Regions from separate parts of the Sus scrofa genome. Here regions 2 and 3 are each linked to region 1. The links are chromatin contacts, called in public Hi-C and HiChIP or PLAC-seq maps. All regions are on one chromosome and are shown on one strand. The core of a region is the stretch at or near the end of the contact, and the rest is flanking DNA. Distances in the headings are between cores, read along the strand shown.

The links. A called contact is a pair of places that touch in the nucleus more often than the background predicts. HiChIP or PLAC-seq counts read pairs in DNA pulled down with a chosen protein or histone mark.
Region 2: a contact with region 1 is called in a Hi-C map of alveolar macrophages, with 3 times the contacts expected there. The contact joins the promoter of ZFHX2 here to the promoter of HOMEZ in region 1. A contact is called at or near these places in 1 of 5 promoter capture datasets (liver), 1 of 47 Hi-C or Micro-C datasets (alveolar macrophages) and 1 of 2 datasets of contacts at active chromatin or transcription factors (alveolar macrophages).
Region 3: an H3K27ac HiChIP or PLAC-seq map of alveolar macrophages shows a contact between it and region 1. The contact joins the enhancer-like site here to the promoter of HOMEZ in region 1. A contact is called at or near these places in 2 of 5 promoter capture datasets (liver and skeletal muscle), 3 of 47 Hi-C or Micro-C datasets (blood, embryonic fibroblasts and skeletal muscle) and 2 of 2 datasets of contacts at active chromatin or transcription factors (alveolar macrophages and skeletal muscle).

What each region holds. Positions count from the first base shown.
Region 1 is chr7:75,786,361-75,791,225 of Sscrofa11.1, forward strand. HOMEZ (homeobox and leucine zipper protein Homez) reads left to right here and starts at 2,824. Exons shown (of 2, transcript XM_003482254.4): 1 at 2,824-3,040. The coding sequence starts at 3,001.
Region 2 is chr7:75,552,669-75,557,533 of Sscrofa11.1, forward strand. ZFHX2 (zinc finger homeobox protein 2) reads left to right here and starts at 2,208. Exons shown (of 11, transcript XM_021099229.1): 1 at 2,208-3,544. THTPA (thiamine-triphosphatase) reads right to left here and starts at 1,053. Exons shown (of 3, transcript XM_001928723.7): 1 at 1-1,053.
Region 3 is chr7:75,610,364-75,615,228 of Sscrofa11.1, forward strand. No RefSeq gene overlaps it. Among named protein-coding and RNA genes, the nearest start is that of NGDN, 17 kb to the right of the region's middle. Within about 2 kb of position 2,633, at least 11 of the 83 cell types and tissues checked have an H3K27ac peak or open chromatin away from gene starts, as enhancers often do. A contact at or near this core is called in alveolar macrophages, where this site is marked.

The DNA.
Region 1 (4,865 bases), core at 1,574-4,073:
TTGATTTCATTCCAAGGTTCCTCTCTTTTGGCTTGTAAACTGCCATCTTCTCCCTAAGTCTTCACATGGTCTTTCCTACCTGCATATCTGCATCCAAATTTCTTATTATAAGGACAGCAGTCATTGAATTAGGACTCACCCTTAAAGACCTCATTTTATTTTTTATTTATTTATTTTTTTTGTCTATTTGCTATTTCTTGGGCCACTCCTGCGGCATATGGAGGTTCCCAGGCTAGGGGTCCAATCGGAGCCATAGCCACCGGCCTACACAAGAGCCACAGCAACTCAGGATCCGAGCCGCGTCTGCAACCTACACCACAGCTCACGGCAACGCCGGATCGTTAACCCACTGAGCAAGGGCAGGGACCAAACCGGCAACCTCATGGTTCCTAGTCGGATTCGTTAACCACTGCGCCACGACGGGAACTCCTAAAGACCTCATTTTAATTACCTTATAGACCTTATCTCTAAATACAGTTACATTCCAAGGTACTGGGAGTTACAACTTTAACATAAGAATTTCAAGGGGACACAGTTCAGCCCATAACACTACACTTAATATTTAACTATTCACAGAAGTAACTGCAAACCACAGATGCATACCTCCTAAACCCAAACTAAATACATCCCCAACTCAACACTGTTAGTCAATCCCAAAATGCCCATGGCTTCTCCACTGCCACTGTATAAAAGGAGAAGTATGATGGAGGGGAAGTCAGAAAGGAAAGAGACATCAATATTGACCAACTGCGGTTTAAATTATTTTTTCTCAAATTCTACAAAAACCTATGACTATATTAACACATTATTAGGACTCTTTCAGTGCTTTGGAAGAGTGCAAGGGAGAGGCCTTAAGTTCCTCTAGCTTTCTCAGCTATTGGGTAAATTATGTGTTTGATCAGCCCTGCAAATCTTACTGAACCCTGCAAATGGGAGAGGGTGTTTTCACCAAAGGTTGAGGATGACCTGGTAAATCCAAATTCTGCAGCCCTAGTCCTTAGAAGAGCTGGGAAGATTATTGTCTTGCAAAAGGTGGGACCCTCCCTTCTCTGATAATGTCAGTCTGGACCGCTTCCTCTCTTCCCCTCCCCCATCCCAATCTACTCCATCTTCTAAAGTGTTAGGATGAAACCCACACAAAAGAGGGAGGCTTTAGCCTGCTCTCCAGAACTGCCAGAGGTCTTTCTTCTCCTTTCCTTGGATTCTTCTCCTAAATCTGTCTTCAGTTCTGTTCCCTACTCCTAACTTGGGAATGAGTATCCTTCTGAGACAAGAAAGGTGGCTGAGTTGTCTACCCTTCGTAATTCGCAGCCCATGATCAGTGATGTCCAGAGTGACTGATTGAAACCTTCAGGGGCAACCACTAAATTCTTATAGTGCTTGCCCGGCTTTCCAGACAAACAAGCTCATTGTTTGGATTATAAGAGAATGAACTGACAATTGCGAGCAGCCACTGCCTGAAATATTTCACTTTTCCCTTCTTTCGTTACATACAAACCATTGGGATATTGTAATAAGTCATGATTTAAGAGAAGATCTGTATATGCCACAGCCCTGGCTTAATCCTAAGAGATTAAAAGTTTCTAATTCTAAAACTGAGAATATTGTTTCTGTTGCTTACTCCTATGATGTTTTTGTGGGATACTAGCTTAAAGGACACAGCTTTTAGGAGCTGAGACTGTTACTAAATGTGCTGAGGGAGAGAGGAGAGGAATGGGCAAACGCAAGGCACACAAAAGAAAATAGGGTTCTGAGCTGAAGCACAGATATATTTCTGATGCTTTGCAATCCTAAAAAAGCTCTAGACCTTAGTGTGGAGTGGTGAAGAATCAGAAGTAGCAGTTATGATGGCTGAATTTTAGGGGGTACACGAGAAGGGGTGAAGTCTGTGGAATACAGAAGAGTCACTTCTGAAAGTACTGTTCCCATATATGTATAACTGGGTCACTTTGCTGTACAGCAGAAATTGACAGAACATTGTAAATTGACTACAATAAGAAAGAAGGAAAAAAAAGTACTGTTCCCAAGTTTTAGTCAGAAGACTGAGAATCCTGACTATACAAATTTACGGCCCAGAATTGTGGTGTGGAATACTGTTTTAGTGTAAACCCTTTCTTGACAGCAAAACCCACGGTCCCAAATATGAGTTACAGCTCCAGGTCCTCTTTACTATGGCAGAAAGGGGGGCCTGGGGAGGTGTGGAGTGTCCTAAACAAGGTGACCCCTCCAGCACTTCCTCTTTGAGAACATCCGTCTGGTGACAACTGGACCCGGGAAGCGGCCCAAGGTGCCAGGCTGCTAGGATCCTTGTCTTTCGGGGTGGCCAAGACATTCTATACAAGTTCCCGGTTGCTCTACGCGTTTACAGTGACGCCGCCGACGGCAGCTGGGAACGCGCGCCTCCTTGTGTGAGCTGGGAAAGGAATACAGAAAAAGTCTTCCTTCCGGAGGAAACAAATAAGGAGTAGTTTGTAGGCGGTCTGGACAGTTCAACAAACTGCTGTGAATTCCTTGGGGAATTCCAGCAGGAACAGGGCCCTGTGGACTCCGAAGATCCGGTGCCCACAAGGTGGGGGGGGCGGGGGAGCGCGGGGCGGAGTACCATTCACGGCACCCTAGCGGCGGGGGGACATCTTCCCTGTCCCACGCACCCAATAGTCACCCCGGCTGAGGCACAACGCAGCCAATAGCGGACTTCAACAGAGACCCACGCTGCCAATGGCCGGCTCAGCCCCTTCCGCCGGGGCCCGCCTCCTTAAACCCACCAATCAGGACTCTGGCCACCTTGGCACCGCCCCTGGGGCCCGCCCCACCCATCCGCCCCGCCTCCAACTCGCTGGAGCTGGGCTGGGCTTGACCGGCGCGCTCTCGGGGGCGGGAGGGGGGCAAGTCCCGGTCCTGGCCCTCGGCGCGGGTGGGCTCGGAGCAGGCCGCACCGGGCAGCAACCCTATTCTCACCCCGGAGGCCCCCTGCCCTTTCTCCCCCTTTCCCCCCGGCCCATGGTGCGAGGCTGGGAGCCGCCGCCCGGGCCGGACAGCGGTGAGTGATCCCCAGCCCTTTCGACTTCCCCTCCCAGCCCGTGTACGATCTCCGACCTCTGGAGTTCCATCCCCGCGCTAGGGGGAGGAGAATTCTGGGTTCGAAGTTGCCCGGTTCTCTCTCCTTTCTCCTCTGGACTTTTCGGTTCCCTGTTGTAACTGGGGGAGGGTGAGTGGGTGTGTAGGGAGGAGGGGAAAGCAGGGTTGGGACGCCCTCGGAAAGGGGAGGATAAAGATTCGCCTGCTCTCTGGGGCTCATCGCCCCAAGTGCAGCAACTTTTTGTTCTCTGACCCAGTTCGGAGCCTTCTAGACTGCCTGTGAAATGGAGGATAGGAGAAACGTTTCCTTCCCAAGGCCTCCCCTCCTCCCCTCCACGACTACCTCCTGGCGACCTCAACACACGCACAGAAACCTGGCCTTATTCCTGGGGAGCAGTGGCCTTTGGGAATGAAAGGTTTAAGAGAAACTACTCCTTCTGACCCCTTTACCCAGCCATACTCAGAAAATCAAACCAGTAAAGTGAGAACCTGAGTCTTCAGAGGTTCCTGGTGTTGCGTCCTAATCTGAGACTTCTGAACCGAAAGACTCAAGCTGAGACCTATTTGGTAATGTGGGCCCAGATGAGATCTTTTATCATATGACCCCCCTTCTCACCATACCTTTGAAGCGCTTTTTATGGTTAAGATAGGTAGGTGGCAGTAATTGAAAACAAAAAAGCCAGCTGGGAATTTTTAAATGATGCATACACATCTTAAGCATTGTCATTAAAAGTACATTCATTTCACCAATCTCTTGGGTTAGTGTCCAGGCGTTTTCTTTGTGTACATTCTGCTGACTGGCAGTCCCAGTTGCCTTTGTAGTATAAACTACATAAGCAAATCTCAAATCTGACTGCACCCTGAGAACTTTTTAAAACTACTTATGCCTGGGCCCTAGTCCAGGCTAATTAAGTCGGAGTGAGGAGGTGAATGCTCTGGTTTCAGTTTTCCAGGTAATTCTAATGTGCAGTCTGAGACAGGAGCCACTGCCTCTCATCTGTGATTTCCAGGTTTCGTTTCTTTATAGTGAAGTGGAAATTTAAACACAAATTTAAAAACATTTAAATCTGAATGGAATACCTCTTGAGATTTTTAAGTCCCCTGCCCCTTCCATTCTTTTACAGTTGTCTTGCCTACTCTCAAGTTTTTTAAAATGTACGCTCCTTTGTATTACGTCTTTTGAAAGCATGTGACTGTTTTCATAGGAACAATTCTTAACATACTAATTTTTTCATAGGTTTATGTGATGTTGAATTTATATAAACACAGAAAAACAATAGGCCTAAGCAGGCTTGGAATATCACACACCATGCCTGAGGACACAGAACGACTGAAGGAAGCAGGTGATTTTGGCACACTGGAAAGTAGCCTAACAGCCTCTAGTTTCCAGTGCCCTGTGGGTGTGGATTACCATGTAATCCAGTGAGGATCTGTTAAGTCAGGCTCCTGGCCCAGTTGAACATCCCTGGCTGCCACTCTTTCCAACTAATATCACCAATACCTAATCCCTTCAAGGCTAATTCAGATTCTCTTGAGGCTTCCATCCACTCTTTTGATTCATTCATAAAAAGTTGTTTCTTCTTTAAGCAATTACCACACATTGCCTTTATTTATTAAATCGGGAGGACATAGGCAGAGTTTCTTAACCTGGGCTTGTGGGCACTCAGTGAACCCCCTGAGATTATACTATATATAATATGAGAGTGTGAATGTTTATTGGTGGGGGGGTATAAGTCATAACTTTCTGAGGGTCTGTAATTTCTGATTTTCAAAGAGTTCCTTGATCC
Region 2 (4,865 bases), core at 958-3,457, 230 kb before region 1:
TCCCGGTATAAGCGGCCATGTTAGGCCCGATGTGGCGGTGCCGAAGGCAGGCCAGGGCCCGAGATACCCGCTAGGTTACGAGGGGCCGCAACCTCCGCGGTGAGCAAGGAGCGAGGTGGTACTCCCGCGCTCTGCTCCTCATCCCAGAGCCCTCGGGGCTCCCGGGGCGGGGATGTGGGGAGAAGGGGTAACATATGGGTCTCAGGCCGCAGGCTGAGCCCAGCACCTTGGGGTTCAGGTGCATGATGGGAGATGTAGTTCCATAGCGAGACTTTGCTTTCTTGCCCCACCCGTCGCTATAGTGACAGGAAAGCTGCGATTAAAGCCAGCCAGACTCTACGTAAAGTTGAGCTGGGGCTGGTGGGGAGAGACGGGTGCGAAAGGAGCTGAGGCCCCAGTCCTGTGTCCAAACCCCTCACTCTGTAGGCAGATGGGGCTGGAATAGAAGCCACTCACTCTCTGTCAGCAGGTATTTTATTGACTATTACCATGGCCTACTAAGTGCAGGCCAATGGCAATGAGCTGGGTGTGAGGGGAAGATAACTGAGACCAGTTTAGCCACTCTGGAGTTTTAAAGGGGAAATAATACATCCCCATGAATGTTCAGGATAAGGGTGGGTGGGAGACTTCATAGGAGGAGGAAGAGATATTATTGGATGAAAACTAAACTCATGATGGGATTTCAACGGTTGGAGACCTAGATGGAGCTAGGAACAGTGTAAGCAATAGCCCAGAAGCTGGAGAGCATCTGGCCATTGGGTAAAGGAAAGAAATGAAGGAGCGGGTTGGAAAAGGCCTTGAGTGCCCAACTGAGGAGTTTGTCATTGAGTTTCCAGTTGCTACTGAGCAGGCTTTGTCAGGAATAGAAATATTCATGTTCACTTAAAACACAGGTTAAGGATCTGTCGTAGTCACTGCAGCAGCTAAGGTTGCTGCTGTGGAGTAGTTTGATCTCTGGCCTGGGAATTTACACATATCATGGGGCAGAGAGAAGTAAATTTAGAAAATAAAAACACTGGAAGACCTGAAAATGGCCCTTCGACTGCTTTGGGAGACAAAATAGAGAAGGCTAAGGAGTTCCCTGGTGGTCTAGTGATTAGGATTTGGGGCTTTCACCACTGCAGCCTGGTTTCAATTCCTGGTTTGGGAGGACCAGGCTGCTTACTCCCATATCAAGCTGCTTACCACCGCCCCCCACCGGTTCCAAAAAATAGAAAAGACTCCTTCTCCTTACTCCTTACTGGGACTATGGTTACCTGGAAGCATCAACTGTATGTCTGACTCTTGGGTAAGGTAGTTTGAGGAGGAACAGCAGCAGCTCTTGTCAACTCCTGGGCTCCCTCTTATGATGAGTGAGAAGTGCTAGGGTGGGCACCTGCCCTCCCCAGTATGTTTCTAGAAACATGTGACCTGTGGGAGGTACTGTGGGGAGGACACCAGTTTATAGACATGGCATCTTCAACTTAGAGTGTCTTGGATGCATACCCCCCCACACCCCACCCTATGATGGGCACCAATGGGCAGGGAGGGGAGCAACCTCAGCCCCTAATTCCTTTTGCTGGTCTGCTTGTCATCTGTACTTTGCTTTTCGGTTTTGTTGCTCAGGGGAAGACGTAATCTCTCCCCCCCCCCCCCCCGCCCAGAGTTATAAGGTCCAATCCAGTGGGGCTGAGGCGTAAGTTTAAGGAAAAGAAAAGACCAGACTCTAAAGCTGGATAGACCTGGAGTTGACAACTCCCATCTTCACTTTATTGGTGTTGGGCAATGGGCAAGCTACTTCGCCTCCTTAAACCTGTTTTCTCTTTGGTAAAATATGGGCTGTTTCACAGTTAAGTGTGAGGGGTCAAGGACAAACTGTCACACCACAGAGATTCAAAATGTTAGTTTCTTTCTCCTTTTTTCCTGTGAACTCCCCAAGATATTTTTCTTTTAAGGGAATTAGGCTATAGCAGCCAGTGTGGGCTCTGGAATGAAACCATTAAGAGTGGCTCAGCAGGTTAAGAGCCGGACTAGTATCCATGAGGATGCCGGTTCTACCCCTGGCCTCACTCAGGGGGTTAAGGATCCAGCACTGCCGCGAGCTACAGTGTAGTTCAAGGACAAGCCTCGGATCTGGTGTTGCTGTGGCACAGGCTGGCAGCTGCAGCTCCAATTCCACCCCTAACCTGGGAACCTCCATATGCCATAGGTGTGGTCCCAAAAAAGAAAGAAAAATATTTTTGAATCCTGGGAATTCCCTGGTGGCCTAGCAGTTACAGACTGGGCATTGTCACTGCCGCACTGCTGCAGCTTGGGTCACTACTGTGGTACAGGCTTGATCCCAGAATCTAGCAGCCACATGCCACAGACACAGCCAAAAAAAATTTTTTTTTTGAAATCTGGCATGAATGATGTTCACTTATTGGCTTTGTGACCTTGGGGCAATTAGTTAGCTTGTTTGTGTCCTGGTTTCATCAACTGTAGAAGTAGATTAAGTAAGTTTATATATGCAAAAGTGCCTGGAACTGTGCTTATGCACTCAATACATTTTAGCAGTTATCATTATTAGAATACAGGAAAGCTTATGAGGTGATAAGATGAGAATGGGGAGCCAGAACCTCCCCTCCCTCTCCCCCAACTCTGGGTACTATGGTGCCAGCTCCAAGCCAGTGCCACCAAGAAGGGCAGGATCCTTTAACACTTTCCCATCTTCTCCTCCTTTTGCCTACAGCAGTCATGTGTTTTGTTATTTTGCTTTAAATCAGTTCCATAACGAGACTTGGCTTCTACCAGCTTCCCAGAGCCATCAGAGGCCTCTCTCTATTTTTCCCACTCTTTTTTTGCCTTGTTAGTTCCCCTTCCTTCCTGTTAGGTGCTAGAATCTTATCCTCCATAGCAATTATTCTGAGTCCCTAGGAGCTTCAATCTCCTCCAAGCACTGACAGAGTCGAGCAGGTGGCCAGGACTGCTGGCCTACCTTACTTCAGGCCTCAGGTCCCTCACACGGTCCACGAAGGCATGCGGACACCACGCTCTAGGGCGGTGGGCGGGCAGGAGCCAAGTGACTACAACTCCCGGCATACACCGCGGCGGGTGGGCCGCTGCACCTGCTCAGTGGGGCCGCCCCGGGCGCCTGGGTATTGATTATTCCATTGTGTGGGACGCCTCGTCTCCAGCCAGTGAATGAGGCGGAGGAGTGAGGGCGAGGAGGAGGAGGAGGAGGGCGAGGAGGAGGAGGAAAAGGAGGAGGAGGAGGCAGGGAGCGAGCGAGTGCCCAGGGTGAATCAATGGAAACCCCCTCACGAAGCCGGGAAAACACTTCAGCCGCAGCCAAATAGCATTGATTATTTTCCTTCACTTCCCTCACCGCCGTGAATTTATTTATTTATTTTTTTCCTTCTCCGTCCCCGACGCCCCGGAGTGAGCGCTGGAGGGAGGGAGGAGGAGGGGAAAAAAAGGAATCAACACATCGGAGAAGTCCCTTCCAAGAGCCACCCCCTCCCCTCCCCGCCTCGCGCTGCTCGGCGGCCGCGGTTCGACTCCCGTCCCTGCTTCCAGCTGAGGTGTAAGTGCATCGATTTCCGATGCTGCTGGGTTGGTTTTTTTTTCTCCTCTCCCTCTCTCTCTTCTTCTCTTCCTTGCTCTTTGGAAGCTTGAGACGGAGGGGAGAGGAGGCGCTCGGAGACTGCCGCTGGAGGGCACGGAGAGGGACGGGAAGGGGCTGGGGGAGGGGACCCAGACAGACGGACAGACTGAGAGCCTGAGCAGGAGGGACCGGGGTGTGGGAGGGAAGGAGAAGGCCTGCGGGCGGGAATGGGGGCAAGAGAGAGATGCCGGGGAGGAGGCAGAGACTGGGAAGGGAAAGGCATCGAGGCTGGACCAGGAGCCAGCCAAATAGACTGAGAGTAACGCGAGCCTAGACGGACTGCGCCGAGCCGTGCGGGGAGCTGGGGTCCCGGAGGGAAGGGGAGGCCGGGTGAGTGAGGGGGGCTTGGAGCTGTCAGCCTTGAGGGGCCTGGGTCTCGGCGGCCCCCCGCCGGCCGCAGGATGGGGGAGGAACCGCGGCTAGCGGGCGGGCTGATGGATGGGCAAAGCGCGCTGTGGGGGTGGAAGGATGGGAGGGGACGTGGATACCCTTAACCTTCGATCTTAGGTTTTGCCTGAAGTTGAGTTTTTTGTTGGGGTGTTGGTTTTGTTGTTGTTGTTTGCTTGTTTTTTGTTTTGTTTTGTTTTGTTTTGTTTTTTTCGAAAGGTTCAAGTAGTAGGTGAGGGGAGGCCACTGCTCTACTTCTATTCAAGGTGAAGTGTGTCTCTCCTGGCTCCCCAACTCTCCATCCGCTCTTGTCTGCCCCTCTCTCTGAATAGCCCTGTCATTGAACACTGGACCACGCATCTTGCTTCGCCTGTTGCCCTGCTGACCTCTGTCCCTGTGTCCCTACTTCTGGATTTTGCCATTCTTCACCTCATTCATTTTCCCCATCTGTCCGTGTGTCACTGTCTTTGGATGTGACTTCCTATCCAGGTGATCCTTTCCCCTTGTGTCTCTGTCACTATGTGTCACACCTTGGCTGCCCAACTGTTCTACCCATCTAGGACTCCATGCCCTTTCCTTCAAGGTCTGAACGAATATTTCTGGCCTTTGCAGGTTGCTTTGGAGTTTGCTTATCAGTCATGACTGATGACTGTGGTAGTTACTGGTCAGGGGCCTAGAAGAGTGGAGGGATGGAGCAGCTGTGTCCCCCAAGGACTCCAGTGCCCTTTCAGCATGGCCAAGTTGGCCTTCTCTTCTGTCTTACACCCAGGAAGCTTTGGAACTTCCAAGCATTGTTGGCTGCCCCCTTAGCCATGTGCCTGTGCCTCCCGTCAGGACCCCACCTCTGATGTCT
Region 3 (4,865 bases), core at 1,383-3,882, 180 kb before region 1:
AGTAAACTTCCTCATTCCTTATTTTTATATCTAAACCTAATGTCTAGTGTGTCTGGCAGATTGTAAGTGCTTAATAAATGTTGCTAAATTAATGATACTCTATGCTCTTGTAGAGTTAATATGCGAATGTTTGTGCAAGCTCATTACTGCAGTATGAGTAACAGTGGGGAATGCACCGAGGTAAATGGTGGTTTCGGGAAGAAATAAGATAGAACTTGCTCCTGGTGTATTTCAGACTGAAAACGTTAGGATACACTGAGGTAGCTGCCATCAGGGGACTCTGCTAACTCAATGGACTCCTCCCAGACTTCAGTTCTCTGGTGAGGGGCTAGACGAGGCGGGGAAGTCTAGAACTGAACTGAATATAGTTTCCTTTACTTTTCAGATGAGAAAAGCAATGCAAGCAAGCTGTCCCTCTTTTCTTCAGGTTGGATCACAGTAGTGACCTTGACAGAAGCCTCAGTGCCTAGCTTACCCTCGGCATTGACACCCCAATCTCCCTTCTTCTGCTCCATATGTATCTCCAGCTGTTATCCTGCCTCTCCAGCCCTTGGTCAAGGACAGAAGCCATGCTAGCCAATAGACAGTCGTCTTTTTGAAGTCCCAACTAGGAACCAGTGCCTTAAACCTCCCAGGGAAGCAATTATCTGATTTGAAGGGATGGCTCATCCCTAAAATGTTGACAAGACCACAGAGACCAAACTCAAAGTTCAGCCTGAATGCAATGAGGAAAGGGAACTGAGAATATGTCTTGAATTCTCCATCCTGGATTTTCTTGTTCTCCACGACACAGACACATTTAAGGATTAGTATCTGTCTTTCTAGAACAACTTTCAAAGTTCACCTGGCTTTGGGCAAACTTTAAGACTTTATCTTCCAAAGAGTTCCTTTGGTAGAGCACGTAAGGGGGAAGTTCTCCTTCATTTCTAACCCAAAGCACTCCTATTAAAATTGAGATTTATTTCTTAGAAGATGTTCAAGGCAGCAAATGAACATCCTCTATATCATTATTTCTCAGGTTATTCTTGCATGCTAATGTTTGAGACCCACAGCTCTACCTCTAACCTTCAGAGGCTTCAAGACACTTTCATTCCTCCACTGTTACTAATTCTAATTATTTTCCTTTTCAATAGGTTCCACTCACCATGATTTCCCTTCTCTGTTTCTTCACACCTCCCTCAGGTTTCTTTCCACTGTTCTTTCCTCTTCAGCCCTTCAGCCCCCTTCCCATCCCTCAGTCTCCTAACCTAAATGGACAGACGCCTGGCTTTACTACCTCCTACTTTTCTGACCTAGCATTCTTCCCTGTAGGAATGTTAATTAGCACGTGGGATTTAATTAATTCAGCAGCTAATTAAAAATGGGAGAGGAAGAGTGGGAGAGGAGGCGGGTAGGCGAAACAGAGCCCGCCTCAGTGCAGAAGGCACCGCAGATGGTTCTGGGTTGGTTGGCACCATGCCACCGCCCTCCCCCCCTCAACGGCACGCACGGCGACGGGGGAGGGGCAAAAGTGAGGGGCACAGCCTGGCAGAGCCTCTAGACAGACTCATTCAGTCCCGCTGCCGCTTTGTGCTGGGGAGAGACAGAAAGAGGGAGAAAACGAAGGAAAGAGTGGGAGAAACAAGGAGAGACCACGCTGGGGAAGAGCTAAGGAAGGGGGTGTCGGAGCCAAATAACAGGAAGAAGCAACGAGGAAAGAGCTTGTTCATCCCAAAAGAGAGTCAGCGTCTTGGGGTTCCCTGGCTCCTAAAGACCACTGAGGACAAGATGGGAAGACAGCCACTGACCCTCTGGAGAAAAAGGGATTGCCCACTCTGACAATCAGTGACCCATCTGCAGCCACTCCTCCCACACCACGCTGCTTCTTCAGCATGTGCAGGCGATGAGGAAGACAGCAATGGAAAATGAAAGATGGGGGGGTGGAGGGAGGGGGTGCAGATGGGCAACAGTGAGCAGGTGGAGACGGAGATTTAAAGGAAGAGGAATGAAGGGTACTCGTGGAGGGAAGGGAGAAGTGGGAGAAAGCAAAGGAGAAGAAATAAATATTGGAGAAGGAAGAGGAGGAAGTCAGGGGCAGAGCCATGCTTTGTTTGCCAAGAAGGATAAAGAGGGCTGGCTGGAGTGTCTGTGCAGAGGACTTTCACATTTGATTCCGCCTAGCCCAGGCCAGGCGGTTGGGGGGGGGGGAGTCGTCAGCACAGCAGGGAGGGGGCAAGAGCAGATCCCTCTGAGGGTCAACTGGGGGGCCAGAGGACTCGTCCTACAGATCTTCCAAAATTCTGGATACTTCTGCCAAACCAGGAATTTATCAAGAGCAATGGAGCAAAGCTTTCAAATGAACAGAAAAGGAGGCTAGGATGACAGGAAGCTGCAGAATCCAATTCCAGGAGCTCCAGCAGGGAGATGGGTGAGGAATGGGATTTTTAGCAGCACCCAGCTGGCTCTTTAAGAGTGTCACTTGACACTGAGGGAAATACATCCATTAGGGGATGGATTTGAGGATTTGAGGGATGAGAAAGAGAGGAAAGGCTGTGTTTCAGAAAGCGTCCTTTTGGTGGGAGGCATCTAGGAAGCTCTGGAGCTTAAAGCCTTGGGAGGGAATAAAAGGGTAAGAAGGAAGTCTGCCATCAGTGACAGATTACATAAGACTTGACTGAAAGAAAGTGAGAAGGAGGGTGTGAAGCCAGATGAAGCTTCTCTGGTGTTAACCGCCACAGAACTGAATGCAATGGCAGATAAGGGTCACTGTAGCTAAGAGACAGGGTTTTCCTGGCTGGGAATTCTGATTTGATCTCTTTACCACCTAGGGCTTCCTGCAAGAGCTAGCAGTGAGTGAATCGAAATTGGGAGAGAGGAAGTAGACACTCAAGGGCTTTTTATTCTCCAGAGGTCACCCAGGGGGCTAAACCCAAGGCTGGCAGATGAGACAAAGCACTGCTCAGAGTAAGTTGCTATAGGCTCAGTCAGAAATACATGAATGCTTTCTGAGCTTATTTTCTAGTCTAGGCTTTGATTAACAATAAAAATTACAGGAACATTTATTAATAGAGGCACAATGATGGCTTTACAGTAGAAATTCTCTAAGATTTAAGGTTATCAGCATTAGCAGGAGGAAGTGGGTGGTCCATAGAGCCTTTTGTTATTTCAGTGGTCCCAGACCCAAGAGTTAGCTGCAAATGAGCAGCAGTGCTTAGAGTCCCCTGTATCCACCACCATGTGCTATTCAGCCCTGAGATATTTTTAAGAGGGAGAAGGCTTAGTGGAAGGAGTATATGAGCAGTGAGGTCAAATTAAATCTGGGATGGAAAACTGAAGCCAGGACTTCGGAGACTCCCTATCTTAGCACCATTGAGGCGCCTCCACTAGGCAGGGCTGTGTAACCTGAGGGGGGTGCTGGCCCTTCCCAGGGAGCCGGGGACCCTCTCGGCCTGCACACCCCAGCTCTTTCACGGCTGAAGCCCTCCCTCAGCAGGCCTGTCCAGGCTGGCGTAGACATTAAACCTGACTGTGCTGCTGGCTTCAAGGCTGTCAGTGACTCTGGGGGTGAAATGGGAACACTAGTTTTCAAGAGGTAGTCAACAAAGTCAGACCTAGATGTCTGAGAGGATGCAGAATCTATGCCAGCTCTGCTAATGAATTATTTGTATGGTTTTAGACAAACCACTTCCCTCTACAGCATCTGAGTGGAAGGAAACAAAAATTTTAGCCAATCCAATTTTAGCCACAGTACCATAAGCACCTAAAGAAGAAACAGTTAAAACTTAATTTATGAGTCTGGCAGAAGGTACTAAAGCTGAAAACTGCAACAAATACTTATGAGCCATGCTTTTAGGAGAGGGATCTTAAAGATTTCATCATCTGTGTTACATGAGTCCACAACCCTAACTAGAGTCCCAAGAATAGAATTAGAGGTCTCTGAAAAGGGCGGCAGGAAAATCAGCTGAGGAAACAAGAGGCCACTGGCTCACCTGCCTCCACCAATATACACACCTTAGGAAGGAGGAGAGGCAGGCAGAAGACAGACAGGTTTCCTTAGGCACCTCCAAGGCTCAGATAACACACTGAAGGATGGGGCGTTTTGCACTGAGGCTCTTTCTAGGGCTCTGCCTCACAGGCAAACTCTGCCTGACTCCAGGAGTCAGCCTTGACTCACGCATGCTAGGGAAATGGGAGCTAGTCATTCTGAGACTGCCATTTAAGCTAAGAAAGGCCTCCTCCCAACAGAGAGCTAAGGAAAGAGGCCGCACTGTCCATCTCGTGGACAACTCCTAGGCCATACACAAGGCCAAGACTTAGCACTATTATCCAGGGAGTTACCAGGACACTATTAATCCATAACAATATCTCGGTAAGAAGGTAATTAGCCATCCTAGAAACTGGATAACTTTACAACCCACAAACACCGCTGAGTTAGCTGGGCGGCCATACTGGTCACACAATGAGTGGTCTGCAGACAAAGTTAAGAAGGCGGCGAAGCAAGACAAAGGGTAACATCTGATTAATCTGCACCATATTCTGGGAAGACTAAACAAATAAAGGGAGCTATGGCTGAGTGGGGCAAGCCTATAAACTTGGCTGAGATAAAGGAGAGACAGGGAATGACAGAAGGAGGAAGCAGGCACAAGGGAAAACTGAGGTCTTGCAGTAGGAACTGAGCTCAGCAGTGACCAGAAAGCCGGGGTGCCCATCAAGTAGGTGTCACGGCTGCCCTGATAAGGACCTTCTGAGGACTCAAAAGGTCAAAAACAGGGCATAGAATAGGTTTTAAAGCATGGTTTTCCTCCAGAGTCTACAAAATAGAGGATTAACAAAAGCATAGCTATCCTTAGCAATCTAAACCAAAGGTTTTTGAATGCAACTCTAAT